2 separate regions of the Zea mays genome follow, and region 1 is linked to region 2. The links are chromatin contacts, called in public Hi-C maps. All regions are on one chromosome and are shown on one strand. The core of a region is the stretch at or near the end of the contact, and the rest is flanking DNA. Distances in the headings are between cores, read along the strand shown.

Region 1 (4,601 bases), core at 1,307-3,806, 760 kb after region 2:
GTGTGGGGTATCACAACGATGAATTCGTATTACTGGACCAATCTGTTTGCTTATTCGCGTTGGGCACACCACAAGGTTTTGCCTATTGACATGTTGATCAGGCAGACATGGTCGAATAGGATACAATCTAAAATGGCCTCTATGCATCAAAGTTCCATCAAATATTTATATTATTTGAACACAAAAGACGGTGACTTGCATCGAGCTGGGTCCTTACTTTAGGAACAAAATAACTCATGAGATCTATTGTTTCTAAAGTGCGCTAGTTCTTTTGGTTCGCCAAGCTCCACCAAAAGACAAAGGTATGTGTTGAACATCAAAAGTGGTGGGCAGCCCGGCCCTATAGCCCGGACGGTCCGCGCCCCCATGATCAGATTGACTCAGGCGATTATTCTTATCTCATGTGTGGTTATCTATCTAATCACGTGGGATCTGTTGGCTACCGCCTAGGAACGGGTCCAAGCCACCCCTATATATATGAAGGGGTACGACCGATTGAAAACCCCCGAACACTTTTCAATCGAACCAATTACTTTCTTTATCATTCATGCCCTAGGAGTAGATATAGCATAGTCTAGTTGTTGCTTTCCACATGTCCACATCCATCTCTATTCGACTCTATGTCGTCTAGATCTGTCTTGGGTGGTCTGCCGACCCCAAGACGACCTAAGGATCTTACCTCTCCCTAGGGGAAAGATCCATTTCACTCAAGATCTCTTCCTCGACTTGATTTCTTAATTCAAGATCTGATACTCGGCGTGAATCGAGTGCCCTAGTTGACTCTACGTCGTCTAGGGACATCCAGTGTGACATGTCGACCTAGAGCACCCTAAGATCTCTCTCGTAGAGGGCGAGATCTATGTCACAATGAGGAGGAAGACGACCCTGCACCATCGTGCACCGTCTGGCCCAGAGCACGGACCGTCCGGAACGACACAGTGAAGGAACCGCTCCTGCGCCCAGGTCATGGACCGTCCGGCCTAGAGCCGTGGACCGCCCGTGTGCCGCAGCAGAGGGCACCGCGGGCGGTACACCCCGGTGTTTGGCGCCTAGATAGGCATTAACACATGGCAACATAATTGACCAAAGCAGTTATACTATATATATTATACATCTCTTTATCTGAAAAGCATGATGGCAACAGATGGTGAAATTTGGAGCATAAAACTTGAAACACTGATGTGGTGATCATCATGCCGACTAAACAAGAATGAGAACCAAGCCTGAGGACTTTGGGGCTGAGCTCGAAGATCGGGAGGGTCGGTTATCTAAAATTTGACAAATAAGTCACAATTGGCAAGAGGCTAACTTATTTGAATCTGAGATTTTGCTAAAGTTAGCCTCGGAGGCAACATCCATATGATGCACCAAAGTTCATGATTATTACTTACGAAGAAAAGAAGAAGAATTTCACCTACCTGAAAAAGACGACTTTGCCAGATAAAATTCGAGGCTAGTGTGAAGGATATATACCATAGGGTACCATCAGACGCTCGGATGTTCAATAAATGAGCCTACAGAACCCAACTCGGCTCTACTTCGGATTTGGACTCCCTTAGCAACTCGGACTCGGATACCCAGAGTCCCATGTCAAGAAAACGATTAGGACGAGTGAAAGGTTATCTTATACACACAAGATCCGTTGTAACAAACATTTACGAGATATAAGCGGTCGAAACTGAACGAAAATAATCAAAACCGAATTTGCTTGTTCTTATTTTTAGAACCGACCAATTCCTATTTTGGTGTTGTTTGATTCATGAAATGTAACATAAATGACAATAATAATGATTCACACTCGAGTACCAGCGCTAATAAATTTGAATAGATTGTGTGGTAGTTCCAGAAAAACAAGTCGTTTTGGACATGATTACGCACACTAAGGACTGATTTATTAGTAGTCTACTTTCCAGTCGTGCCCTTATTAAATATAGTATGTCACCAATAATAATGAGTTGTCCTTCTTATCTTAACTGGTCACCATATTCCTTGTAACACTCCAAAAATCTTGATTTTGGGTTAAATAATTTTTCCCAAAAATAAACAAAATTGAAGTGTCATCTGATGGGGAATTAAACCCCGAAAGTGACCTTTCCTAAAACAATTAGGTGAAATTAAAAGTTTGATAGTTTAAAACTTAGATCCAAATTTAGAAACTAAAATTTAAGTTAAAGCATCTTTTTATAAAAGAATTATTATTTTTAAAATAACTATTTTGAGCGTATGAATCTCATGTTTAAAAACATTTGTTTTTAAAAATAATAAACAGATAAAATATTATTGCACCTCGTGCTGGAATTTTGGATGTGCATTTAAACTTAAATTTGATCTCCAAAATTTGATTTGAATTTGAATATTCAAATAGGAAAGGAAATAGAAATCAGAACTAGAAAAAATAAATAAAAAGGAAAACAAAAAGGGGCAAACCTACTCGTGGGCCAAGTTTCTCGGTCGGTCCAGTTTAACTCACTTTGTCGGTCCACTTACCCGTTTGCACCACTGGCCCAACTCAATTTAAGCACCTACAGGTGGGGCCCTTTCGCAGCATCACAACACGCATGTGGGGAGGAAACTTTCCCCCGCTACCGAGTGGGCCCTGGTATCAGACCTCGCGTCCCCTGCCCCTCGCATTCACTACGTCCGGCGCGGGCAACAACCGAGGGTTGTTGGGATCGTAGCAAACCTGACCGAGGTTTGTTAGTCGATTCGGGATCCTTTCCGCAACCATATATATCGGCATCTTCACACATCCCTCCTCGACCGTCGACGCCTGCCTCACTTTAGCATCCAGATGAGAGGGAGAGGAGGCCACCGCGGTTGACCTTCATGCTCCAGGCTGCCTACCTCCAATCACGTGCATGGGAGAAGTCGTCGGTGCACGCCACCCGCGTACGAGGATTTGTAGTGTGGAATAGTTGATCGGAGTATGGGAGATCTCTCATCGGAGCTCCATCATCGCCGCCGAGTTGCCCTTCTCGTGGTCTGCACGGCCATGACCTTAATTGCTGGTGAGATAATGGCCCTGATATTTGTTGTCTTCCTTACTTCGAGTAGCGTCTGTTAGATTTGGATTTAGGTGACCGGGTCACATAATTCATGTTCTCCGGTGAGGTGCCCATCGCTCCTGCTTGGGCATCGCCACGGAGGAAACCAGCGCCGCCTGTCGGGTAGCAGAGAGGAGGAAGAAGGAATGGCAGCAGTTGTCGATCAGTGGAAGCATGGTCAGGATTAAAAGTAGCGTACTCAATTTGTGTTTTAAATCTCAACAGTTGATCGATAATCCGAGGGTCGGGATTGATCGGGGTCGTGTTGGCTTTCGATCCATTGATTTCCTATCCTATGGCCAACATGGGTATACCGGTTCATAATCTCGTGGATCTAATCTGGGCTGTTTGGATTAGATCGGGCGGCTCAAGGTGCTCGATACCCCTTCGTACCGAGATAAGTGCAAAAAAAACCCTCGATGAAGTATAAAATAAACCTATCGCCCCTCCTGTAATAATATCTTACACCTAGGTCCCTGGTTTTTATAAAACCATCCCTCAAAGTTATTTTCAGTATGAAAGATTAATAATAAATCACCCCAAAACTTATTTGGTTCATAACTTTTTCATTTTATATCCGTTCTGATTTGTTCCCGTCGCGTTAGCTTCATAACGATATTGCCTACACGTTAACTACCCTATTTTTTTTATGTAACAATAATTATCTAATTTATTTAATCTATATGGGGTTAGAGGTTCTAATGCGGGCAATATGATATTCTGATCCTGTAATTAGAATCTGACTAAAATATAGTATCTAATCAAGTAATAATTTAGACTAAAGTTGAATTAACTATTACTTTATATTATCTTTCTCACATGATTTATAAAATCAATCTAATATCTAGTATTAATTGTTTAATCACATAGATCTTGCGAAAACCATATCTCCTCAATTGTGACTCTGATTTTAGTGGTTCTCGGACCTGTGATCTCATAGCAGCGCGTAGAATATTCTTACGTTGTTTGTTCATATGCTTTGGTAATGTTACCATATCCATTATTTGCTTCAATGTATGTATTGCTACGAATAGAGGCGAGGTGACGAGGACCTTGAAGCCCCAGTTTTAGGTCAACATCTGAACAACAGAGTTATCACAAGTATAAGGCAAGTTGTGCCCTTGATCAGTCTTCTTTACCTAATAATGTTCCTGTTAATCACTATGACATGCTCAGGCTAATTTGATGGGACCTAATAGGTTACCCTAGTTTTGTTCACTCTACACCTTGCAAACCAATGAACTATTGGGTAGACTTGCTATTTCTCTACCTGGTTTTGGGATTAATGTTAGACTGAACTATGATCATGTTCCACTATTATTGTTGGTTTAATTATTGGTCACGATAATACCATTGTGTTAATTGAAACATGGAGCTTAATTTGAGATAGCAGTGCTACCACAAGGGTGGAATGGGACACCCTTGGCTGAATAATTAGGAAAGCTAGTGTGAGTTAATCCATTCCCGTAAGGGGCAAGGAGGGTGGAGGAGTGGAGGTGTAGGGAGGTCCTCGGGTCGGACTGTCTTTTTAGCTTTCCGGACGAGGGATTCCTATAT
Region 2 (4,781 bases), core at 1,859-4,358:
CAGAAAGTGGAGACCATACATTAGTGAAATAATAAAATAAACATATATGTTTCACTAAATGAATTTCAGCATCTCTCTTATGAGCTATAATTTCCACCACAGGTAGATTTTTTTAATTTAGGGTGCATTTGACACCTAGGAACCGTTCCGATTCAGCTCCGGAACACAAAATTACGACCAAACAAATACTACAATGGTGTTTCTCGTTCTCATATTGCAGGACAGCATGAACAGGGAAAAGCCTAGTTCTGTTTCCAGTTTTCTGAAACAACGATTCAGCACCAACAATTGGCCCAAACAAAAGGTATATGTTTTCCACTTTTCCTTACTACGAAGGTTCCATCTATTAGCATATATGATTGATTATTTGATTTAGTCTAAGGAATGATACACTCCAATACAGCAACAATGCACCTTCAGCTTTTCTTTGGCCCTAATTTCTTGCATTTGTTTAGCAGCTAGGCGCTTAGCTTCCAGTGGATCAACCATCACAACATTCTCACCTGAGCTTCTTTTGCCTTGTGGTGCCTGATTCATTTGAAAAAAAACCCAGTTCAGCTACCAAGAGAGGATGCATTATATAGAATAAGGATTCAGCAACTGGCACTAAATAAAGTTGAATAACTTTCTCCAGAACCTGGGATATTATAAAGCATAAAGTGAAGAGTACTAAGCAATTATGGTGTCCTGGTTGGGATATAGGAATATGAAATTGAGCTTAAACTTGTAAAAAAATCACATAAAGTTATGCTCAACAAACATTATTAATTTCATATCCGACCAACCCTAAAAAAATAGATGGTATGCTCAAAAAGCCTGATGCATACATCTGCACTAGCAAAGGCCAGAACGTGGCTTCTCCGATATATTGTATGTCCCAATTGCTTGTATTGGATCGTCCATCTATGAGAGAAAAGTAATATAACTCAGAGGTCAGTAAAGTTGTAATGCGAGTACTATTGATGTCACTAATCAAAACCAGAATTAGCTATTATTAGTAAACTAAGAGCATGTTTGTTTAGGATTATAAAAAAACAAGGAGACTCTCAATTTTGGCGAGGCCTCATGGACTGTAAGCAGGAATATTGTAAAAACAGAAAAATGGAAATTGGAAATGGTGTCTCTACTAGTTTTTGGTTGGATAAGTGGTGTGGTGATGAACCTTTATCCATGAGATACAAAAGACTTTTTGAGTTATCTCTTAATAAAGAGATAAATGTGAATTGGGCCTTAAGAGACAACTGTAACTCCTTAATCTTTAGAAGAAGATTATTTGGAGCTGGGGTCAATCTGTTGGATGATTTAAAAAATAACTGTGCAGATTTCTGTCTTATAGACAGAAATGATAAACCATGTTGGTTGCTTGATAAGAAAGGATTTTCAGTGAAATCATCTTATAGAAACTTTAAAGTAAATATGAACAGGGATCCTTGTTGGTTCATCTGGAAGGCAAAAATACCTCAGAGAATTAAAGTTTTCCTCTGACTGGTCATAAATGATAAAATCTTATCCAAGGAAAATCTGAGAAAGAAAAACTGGCAAGGGAATGTAAATTGTGAGTGGTGTGGTTGTCTTGAAACAACCAGCCATATCTTTTATAATTGCCAGGTTGCATCTTTTTCTTGGAAAATTATTCAGATGTCCTGTCCGTCTCTAACTCTTCCCAAAAATGCTAATGATATGTTTGGGAGATGGTTATGCAAATTCAAAGGTCATGAAAAAAATTTGATCACTGTTGGTTGCAGTGCAGTTCTCTGGTCGTTGTGGAAGCATAGAAATGATTTCTGTTTCAACAACATTTCCTCTTTAAATGCTGTTAACCTTGTGTTTCTGTGCTGCTCTTGGTTGGATGCTTGGGCGATTCTTCAGAAAGAAACTTCAAGAAAGATGCTGCTGGAAGGAAGCTCCCTTCTCAGAAGAATGGTTAAGGAGGTCTTCAACAGGAATTTTGGCTGGGCGCCGATGGATAAAAGACTGTGCAACTAACGTTGAGCGTGATGTCTGTTTGTTTTAGATGTGTGGCTTGCCTGGCTCTCGAAGGCCCTTTTGGTTCTAGGGTATTTGTTTCACAATGTGTTGCTTTTGTCTGGTCGCTGGGGCTTTGTGTGTGGTCGGCCTTGCCAAAAACTGGTTGGTAGTGGTTGCAGTGGTTGTGCGGTATGACTTTTTTGTCAGAAACTGTAGTGATCCACCTTAGGCCTGGATGGCTTGCTTATGCTCTTTTAGTTCTATGAGCTAAGTGGTGTAATAAGTAGTTTTTTCGTTTGAATGTTGTTAAAACTGTGGTCCTATTTCTTAATGAAATAGGGGGAATCCCCTTTCTGTTAAAAAAATATAATCTAACTTATTTTGAACTGATGTTTTGTTTAAAATAAGTTAGATTATATAATCTGAGTGGATTATAATCCCAAACAAACAAGAACTAAGTAAAATCAACTGATATTAATTCAAAAGTACGGGTCTCCTAGCTGCTTGCAACCCCAAATGAGGAAGTGGAAACACTTTGCAGTTGAACAAAAAGTCGAAACGAATTTTTTTTTCCAAGGGTTTGTAACTGAAGAACAGGGTTTGAACTTGAAATTAGTAACTAGTCTACATATGGTAAGAAAGGAAACCAGATACACCAGAATGTGGAGTTCCAACAAAATAATCTTTAATACTTATAGCAGTTTAAGGTAAGTTCATAAGACTGCAGAGAACAGAAATCAACACCAAACAGTTTTCGTGTTGGCTAGCTTCAGGAACAACAATGCAAAATTCTCGTCTAACAAGGAAAAAAACAAAATTTAACATCATCGAGCAACTTAATTTGGGATTTCAAGAAAGCTTCAACGAATTGGCCAGGAGGCGGGGCAACAAAGAAGCAAGACCATACCTGGACAAGGACGGAGCAGAGGACACACGCTTGATCATGAGGAAGCAGGAGGAGCCAGAAGAACAAGAGGCTGAGAGAGGAGGAATCGACGCCAAGAAGCAGAGACCGGTGGAGCACGCCATTCTTGCTGCCCCCGCCTCCCTGGCCTCCTCTCCTCCTTTTTTACGGACGCCGGACACCGTCGTGTTCTACCCTCTAGTTTCGTTTCTTTTGCTTTCTTTCCCAAATCAGGTCGTCGTTATCCGTTTGCCTCACCGTTTTAGGTAGGGCTTCTTGACGGTCTTGGGCCGGCCCACGGCCCAAGCGGAAGATTTGAGATCACCACACCACACTCCGCGACGGCCATCGCTCTCACTCCCGCCCGCTGCCTGACTGTCCCGGCGTCGATCCGGAAGTGGGAGCTGGACTTCTGCTCGCGGTCGCGGCCCATCCTGGACGCGCGCGGCAAGAAGGTGTGGGAGCTCCTGGTGTGCGAGTGCGACGCCACGCTCTCGCTCCAGCACGCCCGACTTCCCCAGCAACGCCAACGCCATCAACAGCGTGACGCTCCGCGACACGCTGGCCTCCGTGCCCACGCCCAATCGCGTCCGCTTCGTCCGGTCCCAGACGCAGACCACCATCGCCCGCGCCTGCGGCGAGCTGGGCGTAAAGGCCGTGTCGAGCCGGCGGTGCGTGTCGCTGCTGCTGCGGCTGGAGGAGCGGTAAGAGGTGCGTGTCACTGGAGCGGAGGTACGCATTCGGTGCAGGTCTGGATTTGGATCTGCTTGGCTTCTGTTACAAAATAATGTACATATGATCAAGGCCCAGCCAACCGTCTATTTATATAGTTATTAATCCAAGGGTCAGATGCTCTTTGTACACATGTATATAAAGGAGATCTCTGCAATAAACAAGAAAACTCTGTCATTTGTCTCATCCTCTCTTTTGTCTCTCCACTGATTTGCCACTGAGCACTGCAACATATTGCAACACGTTATCAGCACTGTCTCAAGGATAAATCAAGACAAGGGAAAGAGCAAGAGTACCTTATGGAGAGATGCCCTCACAACTTGTGGAAAGCTCTCAAAGAGCGCTATGAACAGCAGAAGGAGCTCATATGGCCGTCAGCCAACCATGAGTGGAACCACCTTCGACTGCAAGATTTTAAATCTGTTGCAGAATATAACCATGCTCTTCATAGCATTTGTTCTAAATTGAAGTTTTGCGAGAAAGAGCCCTCTGAAGCAGACAAGATAGAGAAGACTCTATCTACCATGCTTCCAGAGGACAGGATATTGCATCAGCAGTATCGCTCTAGTAATTTCCAGAGATATTCTCAACTCATGCACACATTGACCCAAGCAGAAAAGCATCATGAGCTTCTTCTAAAGAATGCTCAGCAGCGCCCTCCTGGGTCTGCCCCTCTGCCTGAGGTACATTTCAATGTGCATAAGACTGAGAATAAGAAAGGATTCAAGAAAAACTTCAAGAATCCTCCTGGACCTCGCAAATTCAATAAGAACAAATTCCACAAGAAAGGTAAAGTAAAAGGAAAAGGAAATGGCAAGCCTCTACCATCTAAGGGCAATAGAGCTTGCCTTAAATGTGGTACTGAGGGCCATTTTGCTAGGGATTGCACTTGCCCTAAGCACCTTGTTCTTTTGTATCAACAATCCCTAAAGAAGCCAAAGTCTCATAAGCCTGGTTTTGAGGCTCATTTCAATTCTACTGAAGCACCAATTGAGGTTGGAAGTTCTTCACTGGCTTCTGGTGACCTGAAGAACACTCTTGCTAAAGAGCACCTCAATGTGGTTGACAACAAGCCTCCACTTCTACAAGAAGATGAATCTGATGATATGATCATTGAGTATATGTCAAAAGATCCATTTGGAGATTTGGCATAAATCTCTCATGCTTGGAGATTTGA

What was found. A called contact is a pair of places that touch in the nucleus more often than the background predicts.
Region 1: a contact with region 2 is called in a Hi-C map of tassel, with 3 times the contacts expected there. The contact joins the enhancer-like site here to the promoter of LOC100193062 in region 2. A contact is called at or near these places in 2 of 25 Hi-C or Micro-C datasets (bundle sheath and tassel).

Annotation. Positions count from the first base shown.
Region 1 is chr4:141,758,200-141,762,800 of Zm-B73-REFERENCE-NAM-5.0, forward strand. No RefSeq gene overlaps it. Among protein-coding and RNA genes, the nearest start is that of LOC103653754, 38 kb to the right of the region's middle. Within about 2 kb of position 2,557, at least 17 of the 20 cell types and tissues checked have an H3K27ac peak or open chromatin away from gene starts, as enhancers often do. A contact at or near this core is called in bundle sheath and tassel, where this site is marked.
Region 2 is chr4:140,993,601-140,998,381 of Zm-B73-REFERENCE-NAM-5.0, forward strand. It overlaps LOC100193062, which reads right to left and starts at 3,109. Exons shown (of 5, transcript NM_001138228.2): 1 at 2,876-3,109; 2 at 828-903; 3 at 415-528. The coding sequence starts at 2,997.